Linked DNA regions of Canis lupus: region 2 is linked to region 1. The links are chromatin contacts, called in public Hi-C maps. All regions are on one chromosome and are shown on one strand. The core of a region is the stretch at or near the end of the contact, and the rest is flanking DNA. Distances in the headings are between cores, read along the strand shown.

Evidence for each region. A called contact is a pair of places that touch in the nucleus more often than the background predicts.
Region 2: a contact with region 1 is called in a Hi-C map of blood, with 4 times the contacts expected there. The contact joins the enhancer-like site here to the promoter of ANKRD46 in region 1. A contact is called at or near these places in 2 of 9 Hi-C or Micro-C datasets (amygdala and blood).

What each region holds. Positions count from the first base shown.
Region 1 is chr13:2,540,270-2,546,282 of UU_Cfam_GSD_1.0, reverse strand. ANKRD46 (ankyrin repeat domain-containing protein 46) reads left to right here and starts at 4,404. Exons shown (of 5, transcript XM_038555201.1): 1 at 4,404-4,529.
Region 2 is chr13:2,876,125-2,881,672 of UU_Cfam_GSD_1.0, reverse strand. All of the region lies in intron 3 of YWHAZ (14-3-3 protein zeta/delta), which reads left to right. Among named protein-coding and RNA genes, the nearest start is that of YWHAZ, 16 kb to the left of the region's middle. Within about 2 kb of position 1,997, at least 3 of the 20 cell types and tissues checked have an H3K27ac peak or open chromatin away from gene starts, as enhancers often do. A contact at or near this core is called in blood, where this site is marked.

The sequences.
Region 1 (6,013 bases), core at 3,155-5,654:
ACTCTTAACATAGGTCCGGAAATTCAAGACCTAAATGTTTACTTTGCAGTTAATAAAGGGAGAGAGATCCCTTTCTGAAGCTTTTGCTGGCATACTTAATTTCTAGTTGTGTTGGTTGCTGAACAGATTATCCTCCTAGACTCCATTTTTTTCCCTCAGTGTTGCACATACAATGCCTGGCACACGTACACACTTCACTTTTTTTCTGGTGGTTTAAATGTTTAAACTGTTGGGGAACTGAAATAAATCTAACTCTAGTGTACATATATATGCTCTACTTGTCTTATATCCTGCGACTTACTCGTTTGTTGGTTAAGGCTTGGGAATCCACGATGCTGTTAAAAACACCGGACTCTTCTTTGCCTGGTGTGAGAGATGGGACGCTCCTGAAAGCAACACTTTCAGGAGCATGTCTCCCTCTGATGGTCATTCTTTAGAACTACAAAAAACTAACCTAGTAGTTAAGCTCAAAAACAAGTAGAAATTCCTCTTCCTTGGTATGGTATTTTTTGGTTTTGTTATTGTTGTTTTTTTTTTAAAGATTTTATTTATTTATTCATGAGAGACAGAGAGAGAGAGGCAGAGACACAGGCAGAGGGAGAAGCAGGCTCCATGCAGGGAGCCCAACGTCGGTCTCAATCCCAGGTTTCTAGGATCAGGCCCTGGGCTGAAGGCGGCACTAAACCGCTGAGCCACCAGGGCTGCCCTGTTGTTGTTTAGAGAGGGAGAGGAAGAAGGAGAGGAAGAGGGAGAGAGAGAATCTTAAGTAGGCTCCATGGCCTACCCTGAGATCATGACCTGAGCCAAAATCAAGAGTCACTTAACCAACTGAGCCACCCAGGCATTCTAGTATGGTATATTTTAAAATCATTTTCCCATTTCAACACATCTCTTTTCTGCAGGGACAGTTGGTTATAATGGGATGATTGCTAGGTCACTCTGAGTCCCTTCTGATAAGTATTCAATTCTGCCTTTGAAAGCCCTTTCTGCATTTTCTAAGATGGTATAGTAATGTCTAATCAGCCTAGCCCAAACTCTTTTTCCCCTATCCAGAAGAAAACCGCCTAAAGGAAAATCCTATCCCAAGCTAGTGTTTTCTATCATGCATTCATCCATTCACTTGCTCAGTTGTATCTGACACAGTGATTCTCAGCCTTGCACTTTGGCTACATATTGGAATTCTCCAAGCAGCTTTTTTTTTTTTTTTTAAGATTTTATTTATTTATTCATGAGAGACAGAGAGAGAGGCAGAGACACAGGCGGAGCTAGAAGCAGGCTCCATTCCATGCAGGGAGCTTGATGTGGGACTTGATCCAGGGCCTCCAGGACCACACCCAGGGCCGAAGGCAGCGCTAAACTGCTGAGCCACCCAGGCTGTCCCAGAGCAGCTTTTAAAAGTATGGATGCTGGGGCCATACTTCAAAACAATTCTTATTTGGTTTTGACTGGGACCTGGGTGTTGGTATTTTTAGGCCCCTGTGGTGACTATAACGTGTGGCCAGGACTGACAACCACTAAGCTATATTCTTGAGCACCTACTACATGCCATTCATTGTGGTAGTGTTAAGGATTCAATGGTGGGACACAACTGGGCCATGCTCACCACCTCTTCCCCTTCCTCCCCCTCCCCCTCCTCCTTCTCCTTCTTAAGTAGGCTCCAAGCCCAATGTGGTCCTTGAATTCATGACCTTGAGATCAAGAGTCGCATGCTCTGCTGATTTAACCAGCCAGGCACCTTCATGTTGACCTTCTGACATCACCATTCCCAGGCTATACATACTATCCTCTGTTCTAAAACACTCCCCTTGTTCATTGCATAATTAACTCTTTCTCATCTTTTGTGTCTCAAATGCATTATCACTTCTTCAAAGGCATTGTGCTGCCTTTCCACATAAATTAGGTCCCATATTATTTGCCTGTATATAGCATCTCTTCTCTCTTCCTTCATAACACTTGGTCCAGTTGTAATTACAGGTACTCTTCCCCAATGGAAGTCTCACAATCAGAACTCAGGACCAAATAGATTCTGGCATTGAGGAAGAACAGGCAGATTTACATGAAGGGAATAGAATTTGAGCTTCAGGACCCTGTAGGGGTCTGAATAACATCCTCAAAGATGTCCATGACCTAATCCCCAGAAACCATGTTACCTTGCAATGGGAAAAAAAGACTTTGTAGATGTGATTAAGTTAAAGACCTTGAGGTGGAGAAATTTTGGATTATCAGGGTGTGCCCAGTGTAAGCCTAATAATAAGTCCTAATAATGAGGCAGGAAGGTCAAAGTTAGAGAAGATACAAGAGTAGAAGCAGAGGTCAGAAGGAGAAATGATGCTACATGGCTGGTTTTGAGGATGGAGGAAGGGGCCACGAGCCACAGAATATGGGCAGCCTCTAGAAGCTGGAGAGGGTAAGGAAATGGATCCTCTCTAGAGCCTCCAGAAGGAATGCAGCCCTGCCTACACTTTGATTTTGGCCCAGTGAAACTGATTTTGGACTTCTGACCTCCTGAACTGTAAGATGATGAATTAGTCATTAAGTTTGTGATAATTTGTTACAGTGACAATAGAGAACTAATACAGCCCCACCCTCCCTTGTACAGGTTCCTTCCAAGACCCTGGAAGGAACTCTGGAAATAGGTTCACACAGTCAAAAGTTTCTGTAAAGTTTGCAAAATTAATATAGTTTAATTACAATGAAGACTGCTGTCTATTTCTACCCGGACTTCCCAAGGCTCTCTTCTCTCTTGAGTAGCACTGGAGTGAATATAGATATTTTGGGGCTCTTGCTAAGCAGAAATGCAGTTGGGGATACTCTGTTTTGCATTTAATGGGATTGTCCATGTGGTTTATGGTCACATGCAGCATTAAGTTATTGTCAAAGTGGAGGAAAGGCTTCTCTGAACACTCCTAGTGACCAGAGTGATGTGCTATAGTCCCCACATGTGGTGCCGTGGAGGATTCACAGGACATGAATAGTGCGCATTTCACTCCCTTAATCTCACCTGAGAAAAAAAGCTGTCTGCACAGTCCCTGCATTTTTTCAGATCAAACAAAAGCATAACTCATAGAGGGGAAGAAATATATTTGAATAGAAGTAATAAATACGCTCTCAGATTGTTCAGTAAGCCAATTAATGAAGAGAAGTGCATCCTATGAACATATTGGGAAAAGGTTTAAATTCTTTGTAGATTTGACAAAATTTATGGGCATCAATGAAGATATTATAAACTCAACCCAAACCACAAGGAAGACATCCATGACAAATTGGTTAATAAATGTCATCCATTCAAATAGTAATTAATACTTACGATTAGTGACTGCACATGAAAATGTGAAATGCCCTGAAGTCATAATTTTTTTATTTTTGTTTTAAGATTTTATTTATTCATGAGAGACACAGAGAGAGAGAGAGAGGAGAGAGAGAGAGAGAGAGGCAGAGACATAGGCAGAGAGAGAAGCAGGCTCCATTCAGGGAGCCCAATGTGGGACTCCATCCCAGGACTCCAGGACCACACCCTGGGCCCAAGGCAGGCACTAAACCGCTGAGCCATCCAGGGATCCCCCATAATTTTTTAAAAAGTGGGCTCCATGCCCAATGTGGGGCTTTAACTCATGACCCTGAGGTCAAGAGTCAGATGCTCTATTGACTGAGCCACCCAGGCACCCCCTGAAATCATAATTCTTATATGAAAGAAATTTGAAAGAGATTCTCTCAAATTTGACAATGATCCTAAACATTTACATGACTTTACCAAGAACACACTGTTAGACTGAATAATAATAGCTCTTGAGTGGATGGACATGAGATCCCAGAAGGTGGCCTGGTTGGGCAAGTGGTGCTAGAATTCAGAGAAGGGATAATCACTTTGCAGAGGAAGTCTGTAGGAACAGAGCTGGGAAACTTAAATGTTGTATATGTATAAATGAACTTCCACCACCCTGCTATCCACCACATTTTCAGTGAGATTTGGCTGTATACATCTTGCATTTAGTCCAGGAATCCTAAAAAGTAGGATGTAAATATTCAAACAATTTTTGACACAAAAAAAGCGTCATATTTTTAGGATTATGGCAGTCAGTTGCTATTATGAATATATCCATCTGAGTTATTAGCCTTACCTAGAGGTCGGTGACTATGGATGCTTACAGCTTTTAATAAAAGTATCCTTGCTTTGAAGCCTTCATTTAGCTGAGGGGTTGGGATGTTAAATATTTAGAAAAAGGACGTGAATAGTGCAAAATGCTCCTGAACTCAGGCTGGAAAAACTTCTTCCTAGGCTGTCATTGTCTTCTGCCCACGCGCAGGCTCCGTCCTTTCCCGAATTCGAGCAGGCGCCTTCGGAGCGGAGCGTCCGGTTCTGGGGAAGCCGAGTCGCCGCGCGGGCCTCCCGCCTGCAGGGGGCGCACCGTCCGGCGCGGCGTGAGGCCGCTCTAGCCCCGGGGCAGCCCGGCCTGTCTCTATGGCCCGCCCCTCTCCTCCTCTCCACCTGCAGCCGCCGCCGCCGCCGCCGCCGCTCCGCGGGGTCGCAGGTACGTGGGCCGGGGCCCGTGGGCGGCCCCAGGGCCGAGCCAGCGACACCTCCCCGGAGAGCCCCGGGCCGGGGCCGGGGCCGGGGCCGGGGGCGGGCGCGAGGCTGCCCGGGTGCCCGGGTGCCCTCGCCCCTACGCGGCGGCCCTGAGGGAGCCCGAGCGGGCGTCGCGGGTCCGGCGGGCGGCCCGGGCTGTGCCGCTCGTGAGGGCCGGGGCGAGGCCGGCCAGGGCTCTCGTGCTGTCGCGGGGAGAGGCTGCGGGCGTCGCGGGCCCGGGGCGCGGCGGGAACGCGGCAGCAGGCGGCGGGCGAGAGGAGGGTGCGGAGGGTGCGCGGCTCGGCGTGTGGAGGCGGCGACGAGGCCGGGAGGCGGGTGTTTAGCCTCCGGGTTTCCGGTCCGTGCTCTGCCTGGAGGGAAAGGGACGCGTATTCTTTAAACTTGGCTGCTGACCGTAGGTAAAAGACGCACTGCTGCTAGTGCTGGTGCGCGGTGTTTAAGACGGTGAGGTGCTAGGGAGGAGCGCCCCGCTTCAGCACCGTAGGAGCGGTGGTACGGGAATGCCGGTCGTCCCCATCTCCGTGCTCACTAAGTGTCCGGCGTGGTGCTCCGTGTTGGAATACCTAATCCCTCTGATCAATCCTCGCAGCAGCCCCGTGAGGTACCGTTTCCATTTTACAGATGAGGAAACTGAGCCCGGAGAGTCTGAGCAAACTTGCCGAGGGTCGGGCAGCCAGCAGAGGGAGAGCTGGGTTGAGCCGAGCCTCCCCTGCCGTTCTCCAGCGTCCTTGCTTCTGTTCCCTGTCCAAGCATGTTCCAGAGGGATTTGCTTGCGTGTTTGTTTAATTTGATTCGTAGCCTGAACGGACTTCTCGCAGCCTTAATTTTCGTGGCTATCTGCAAAAGCCCTATCCCAACTCCTTTTTGGTTTTTAAGGAGTTTAATGAGAAAAATGTTTGCTCTTTGAAGATTGTAGTGGATAATAAGTTAAGCTTGGTCGAAGCCCTCACCGCTATCCATGCACTTTGATGTGAAATAGACGTGGGTTCATTTGGCTGTTTACAAGCTTCATTACTTTTCTTCATTACTTGTGCTTTGATACCGTTTTTAGTGAGTTCACTTTGCCTTTGCAATGTTAGGACAGTAGTGCTGAAGGAAAATGAAGATTTTTTGATGACCCTAAGTTAATACCTCCCTGGATATAGGAAGGATATTGGAGAGCCTGAAGATTTTTGGCATGTTGCTTAGAGCATATGGAGTCACTTACTAGGAAGGATAAAGAATTTCCACAGTTCCATGAACGTCAGAAGTGAAGTCCTATTTCCCTTAAGGAGGGAGATTGGATACTGTAGTCTCTCAAATCTCTTAGCCTTATCAGGATTTAAAAGTTTGCATATTCAGTATTCTTGTAGCAAATGTATATTGAGTGCCTTCCATGGCTGGACATTGTTCTACACACTGGGGATGGAAGCCTGAAAAAAACAAAAC
Region 2 (5,548 bases), core at 748-3,247, 340 kb before region 1:
GTGTAGAGTTAAGTAGACCAAAATAAAAATAAGACTTTGCTGGGGATGCCTGGGTGGCTCAGCGGTTGAGCGCGTCTGCCTTCGGCTTAGGGTGTGATCCTGGAGTACCAGGATGCAGTCCCACATCGGGCTCCCTGCATGGAATTTGCTTCTCCCTCTGCCTGTTTCTCTGCCTCTCTCTTTCTGTATCTCTCATCAATCAATAAATAAAATCTTTAAACAAAATAAAAGAAGACTTTGCTCACTGGGTTGACCTGCAGGTAGATACGCTTGTTGATTTATTTATTTTAATATAGGAAAGACTCAATTGAATTTAATTTGCAAGGAGTGTTCAATTTTTCTTGTATTGGGATTTCATTTACTTGAATTGTTTTTTAAAAGATTTTACTTATTTATTCATGAGAGACAGAGAGAGAGAGGCAGAGACACAGGCAGAGGGAGAAGCAGGCTCCATGCAGGGAGCCCAATGCGGGACTCAATCGTGGGACTCCAGGATCACGCTCTGGGCTGAGGGCGGCGCTAAACCACTGAGCCACCCGGGCTGCCCTACAAATGCTTTTCTGAAAAACACCTGCATGCTGATCCAAGACTGATGAACTTGTCTGCTCATATTTTTTTTTGCTTCTGAAAACATAATAAACACCATTGCCCAGAGTTTAGAACGTAGACCTGCTTGGACCACATTTAACCCAGGGACATTAAAATCTTACCTCCAAATGCATTATTTTTAAAATGCAGTTCTATGGAATTGACAGTTGAGGGCAGTATTATGTATAGGAAGGCTCTAATATACTTAACAAGTTCTCAATTCAGTAATTTGAGTACTTTACTAAGGTGTTTGGAAGATGTTTAGAAATAGTGATATATTGAGGACTACTTTTCAGTTTCCCCTTTGGTTGTTTTTATTTGATAGGCTTATCAGGCAAAGTAATTGGATCAAAGGGATAAGACTTGAAGAATAATCGTGTAATTTTTCTAAAAATAAAGGAAACTGGGGCAGCCCTGGTGGTGCAGCGGTTTGGCACCGCCTGCAGCCTGGGGTGTGATCCTGGAGACCCAGGATCAAGTCCCACATCGGGCTCCCTGCTTCTCCCTCTGCCTCTCTCTCTCTGTGTCTATGAATGAATAAATAAAATCTTTAAAAAAAATAAAAATAAAGGAAACTAAAATATGTACTACCTTTTAAAGGTATGGTAGAATCTAGCACAAGCTGTGCAAACTTTTGGAGTTTGAAATTTTTATTCATTTTATGACTTTGAGCTAGTTATTCCATCTCTAGCTTTATTTCCCCATCTTCAAAATGGCAGTGAGGATCTACCTTGAGGATGTTTTGAGAATTACTGACTGAATACACACCCATGGTGATATTAAATAACAAATATACTGCTTAACCTTTTTTTGTATCTCTGATGGTCACTTCAGTGTTGTTTAATTAATTTTGAGGTTAAATATAAGAATTTTGATTAACTGCTTAAACTTCTTATATTTAATGTTTATTTTATAAGCTCCCTGTGCTATTAAAAAGTATAATAAATATTAAAAGCCCCCCCCCCTTTAAAGATTTTATTTATTTATTAGAGACAGAGAGAGAAAGAGGCGCAAAGGCAGAGGGAGAAGCAGGCTCCATGCAGGGAGCCCGACCTGGGAGACTCACATCCTGGGCTGAAGGTGGCACTAAACCGCTGAGCCACCTGGGCTGCCCAAAAGCCCCTTTTCTTAAAAAAATCTTGACAACTTAAGAAAATGAACACAACCACAAATAACAAAGACTTCATGTTGGTTGAATGTGAAAGACTTCACCTTTTTTAAAAAAGCAACGGATAATATCTAGTCCCACTAGGAAGTTCATAATAATATAGAGTGTGCATGTGCAAATTAAAAAACTATGAAAAATGAGGCATTTTAAACAAGTGTTTTGTGGTGGAAATACTTGGTTAGCGACCAGCCCAGGTCACGGTTGATGCCAACTCTAAAAAGGGTTCTGCGTCAGAGGAGGAAGAGGAAAGCCCCTAAGCATGTCAGAACAATTTTAGCAGTTAACACCTAGTGCTCTGTAAATTCTCCTACCATTTACTTTTTTTTTTTTTTTTTAATTTTATTTATTCATGAGACACAGAGACACAGACAGGCATAGGGAGAAGCAGGCTCCATTCAGGAAGCCCGATAATGGCACTTGGTCCCGGGACTCCAGATCACAGGACTCCAGGATCACACCCTGAGCCAAAGGGTAGACGCTCAACCACTGAGCCACCCAGACGTTCCTCTGAACCTGATTTAACTTAGCAATTCCTCATCCCACTTAACTGTGAGTCCTTTCAACCAGCTGATTTTTCAGAAATGCATACAAAATGTTCTAGAACACCAGGCTGTCAGCATTTTCTGCAGATGTTTTTTGATTCATTTTGGGAGAAAACTTCAGGGAGCAACTACTATAGCTGTCAGCAGGAATTAGGATTACGTTTTTGATTTTTAATATTCCTTAAACACCAAGGTTAATATATCGTGGTTTTCTCTAATTCAGTTGTTGACTTTATAGAAGTTAAATGGTGAGGATTTGCCATTTATTTATTAATAGAAAATGTATTCAGTTAAGTGATTGATTAGAATTCATTGATTAGAATTCTCTCTGATCCCATCCTTGAAAGTTAAGTAGCTCTGTTTTTTCATACTAAATGACCTTATTCATAGGACACCTAAAATTTTATTCTTGTAGATCAATAAAGCATAGGAAGGTGAGTTTAAGTCAAAATGTCTGCAAATTAGTTCTTGAAACAGCCCGATTCATTAGCATTTTTGGTGAAGCATTTTTCTAATTGGTTGGTTGGAAGCAACTAAGTTGCAGTTCAAAGAAATAAGTCCATTCCAGCCACAAGGGGGAGCAAGAGACTAATTTCCAAGTTGATGGGCTCCTATTGGCAACAAAAAAGCCTGCTTTTTTTAGATCTAGGAATGATAAAAGGCTCCGTGGCTCTGCAGAGTAAAGTGAAAGTTCTGGGAATATTCTCTGCACAGAATTATTCTTGCTTAATTCGCAAGACTAGAAATTTGACTTTACGCAATGTGCTGTAATATTGGAATTAAATTTCCTGTTGAGGTTATTGCTAAAAATGACTTCAGAATGTTGCAAGTTTTATAATAATAAATTGGGAGTTGAACTTTATAGAATCATTGAACTTCAGGCTTGAAGAAGCATCCACCCTAGATTTTTTATTTTCACAGGTAAGAAACTGAAGCTCAGAGGTTCAGTGACTTCTATTAGGTCATACCCTAAACATAATATTTTCTATCTCTTACTGTATCACCTTAGTTGTAGACTGAGACATGATGTTTACTCTCCTACAAGTATGAGTTATTGGGGATTGTTGGGATAACTGGAAAAATTACCTCTTTAATTCCATTAAGAACAATGGCTTCAAATTTAGACTATATTTTAGGATTCTAATACTTAAATGGAAATAATGAGAATCTCATTTGAAAGCCTTTGTGCCTCAGCTTCCTGCCCCCTTTTCTCTTTTAACCACTGGAATTTTTCATGCATGATTTGTATGAAAGCCATTTATCTGTGTGTTAACCTCTCTTCATTTCTTTTCATGGAAGAGGGCCATGGTAGTACAGTCTAAAACAGAGGAATGGGTTATGAGAGCTTGATCTTTCCCATTCACATATTTGGTGAGGTCAAGTCAAAGGAGACATACTCCAGGCATATTTTCAAATTGCAGTCCATAAAAGTCTCATTAGGGGTTCATTTGCTTTGATATTCTGGGGGCTATTTACTGTTTGCTAATGACATTTTATGTATATTTTTCTTAATGGAAATTAAATTTGGCGCTATTGGTGGAATACTCTAAGAAAAAGTAAGAACCTCCTTTCTAACCCTTGTATTTTTGTTTATAAATGCATCAGCACTTACCAATCCAGTAAGGAAATTTGAAAAACACAATTGAGCACAAAAAGTATATGAGGATGGAGAACAAAATCACTGGTATTGTCATTGTTCTAGAAATACTATTAAAAAAGATTTTTTTTTTAAGATTTTTCTTTAAAACATATATTTTAAAGATTTTATTTATTGATTGATGAGAGACAGAGAGAGCAAGAGGCAGAGACACAAGCAGAGGGAGAAGCAGGCTCCATGCAGGGAGCCCGATGTAGGACTCGATCTCGGGTCTCCAGGATCACGCCCCTGGCTGAAGGTGGTGCTAAACCTCTGAGCCACCGGGGCTGCCCAAAACATATTTTATATAACATATTAACCCAAAGAGAAAATAACCTTTTTTTACATATGGTAATTAAATTTTAACTAGTTGTCTTTTTTAACTTCTCATTTTGAAATAATTTCAAACTTGGGAAAAAATTGGAAAAATATATGAGTATTTCCCATATATCCTTTACCTGATTCCCTAAATGTTAACATCTCCTATATAACCACAGTATAATTATCAATTTTTTGTGAAATAATTGTTGAAATAAAACTGTATAACCTGTAGAATTTATTCATCGATAGTACCACTATATCCTAATTCTGGTCCAGAATTCAACCCAGGATCACACTTTTCATTGTCCTGTCTCCTTATTCTCCTTTATTCTGGATCAATTTTTAACTGCTTTCCCTTTTGTGATTTTGCCACTTTTTTCAAGAGCACTAGCCTATTATTCTGTTGACTATCCCTCAATTTGATTTTCTCTGAGTTCTCGTAATTCAGATTGTGCATTTTGGGGGAAGAATTCCATTTCCTGGAAGTGATATTGTGCTCTCTAGGAGACACATATTATCATCCTGCCACTTTACCAATTAATATTTAGATGGGACATTAAACTGCTGAGGACTTCTAGAAACCCCCTGTGATACAAAAGAAAGTATCAATCAGTTGAATTTTTTTTAAAAGATAGACACCCCATAGTATGTTTTGCCAAAGGTTATGAACAGAATGTATTTTGCCAAAGTACTTTCTAAATGGGTTATGTCATTTTCTGATGAATGAATTAACTCTTTGAAAGGGGGAAGAGGGCAGCCCCCCGTGGCACAGCGGTTTAGCACCGCCTGCAGCCTGAGGTGTTATCCTGGAGACCCAGGATCAGGTCCCACGTCGGGTTCCCTGCATGGAGCCTGCTTCTCCCTCTGCCTGTGTCTCTGCCTCTCTCTCTCTCTCTCTCTCTGTCTGTCTCTATGAATAAATAAATAAAATCTTAAAAAAAAAAAAAAAAAAAGAAAGAAAAGAAAGGGGGAAGATATCCCAGTTCTGTAACTTATTTCCTTTGAAATACGTTGTTCATTAGCTGGCTTCATGTATAGTAATTGGCAAGCCCAAGTCACAGCACATAGACCAGTAAGTTAACTTAAGTGCATAGTGACTATTCTTTAGGGCTGAAATAAATGTATATATAAATACTTTATAATAGGTATTTGTTAATTTTTAAGAAAGTAAGGAAGAGGGAGGGACACCTCCCTGGGTGACTCAGTGGTTGAGCATCTGCCTTAGGCTCAGGGCGTGATCCTGGAGTCCCAGACCCCAGGATTGTGGACTCCCTGCAGGGAGCCTGCTACTCC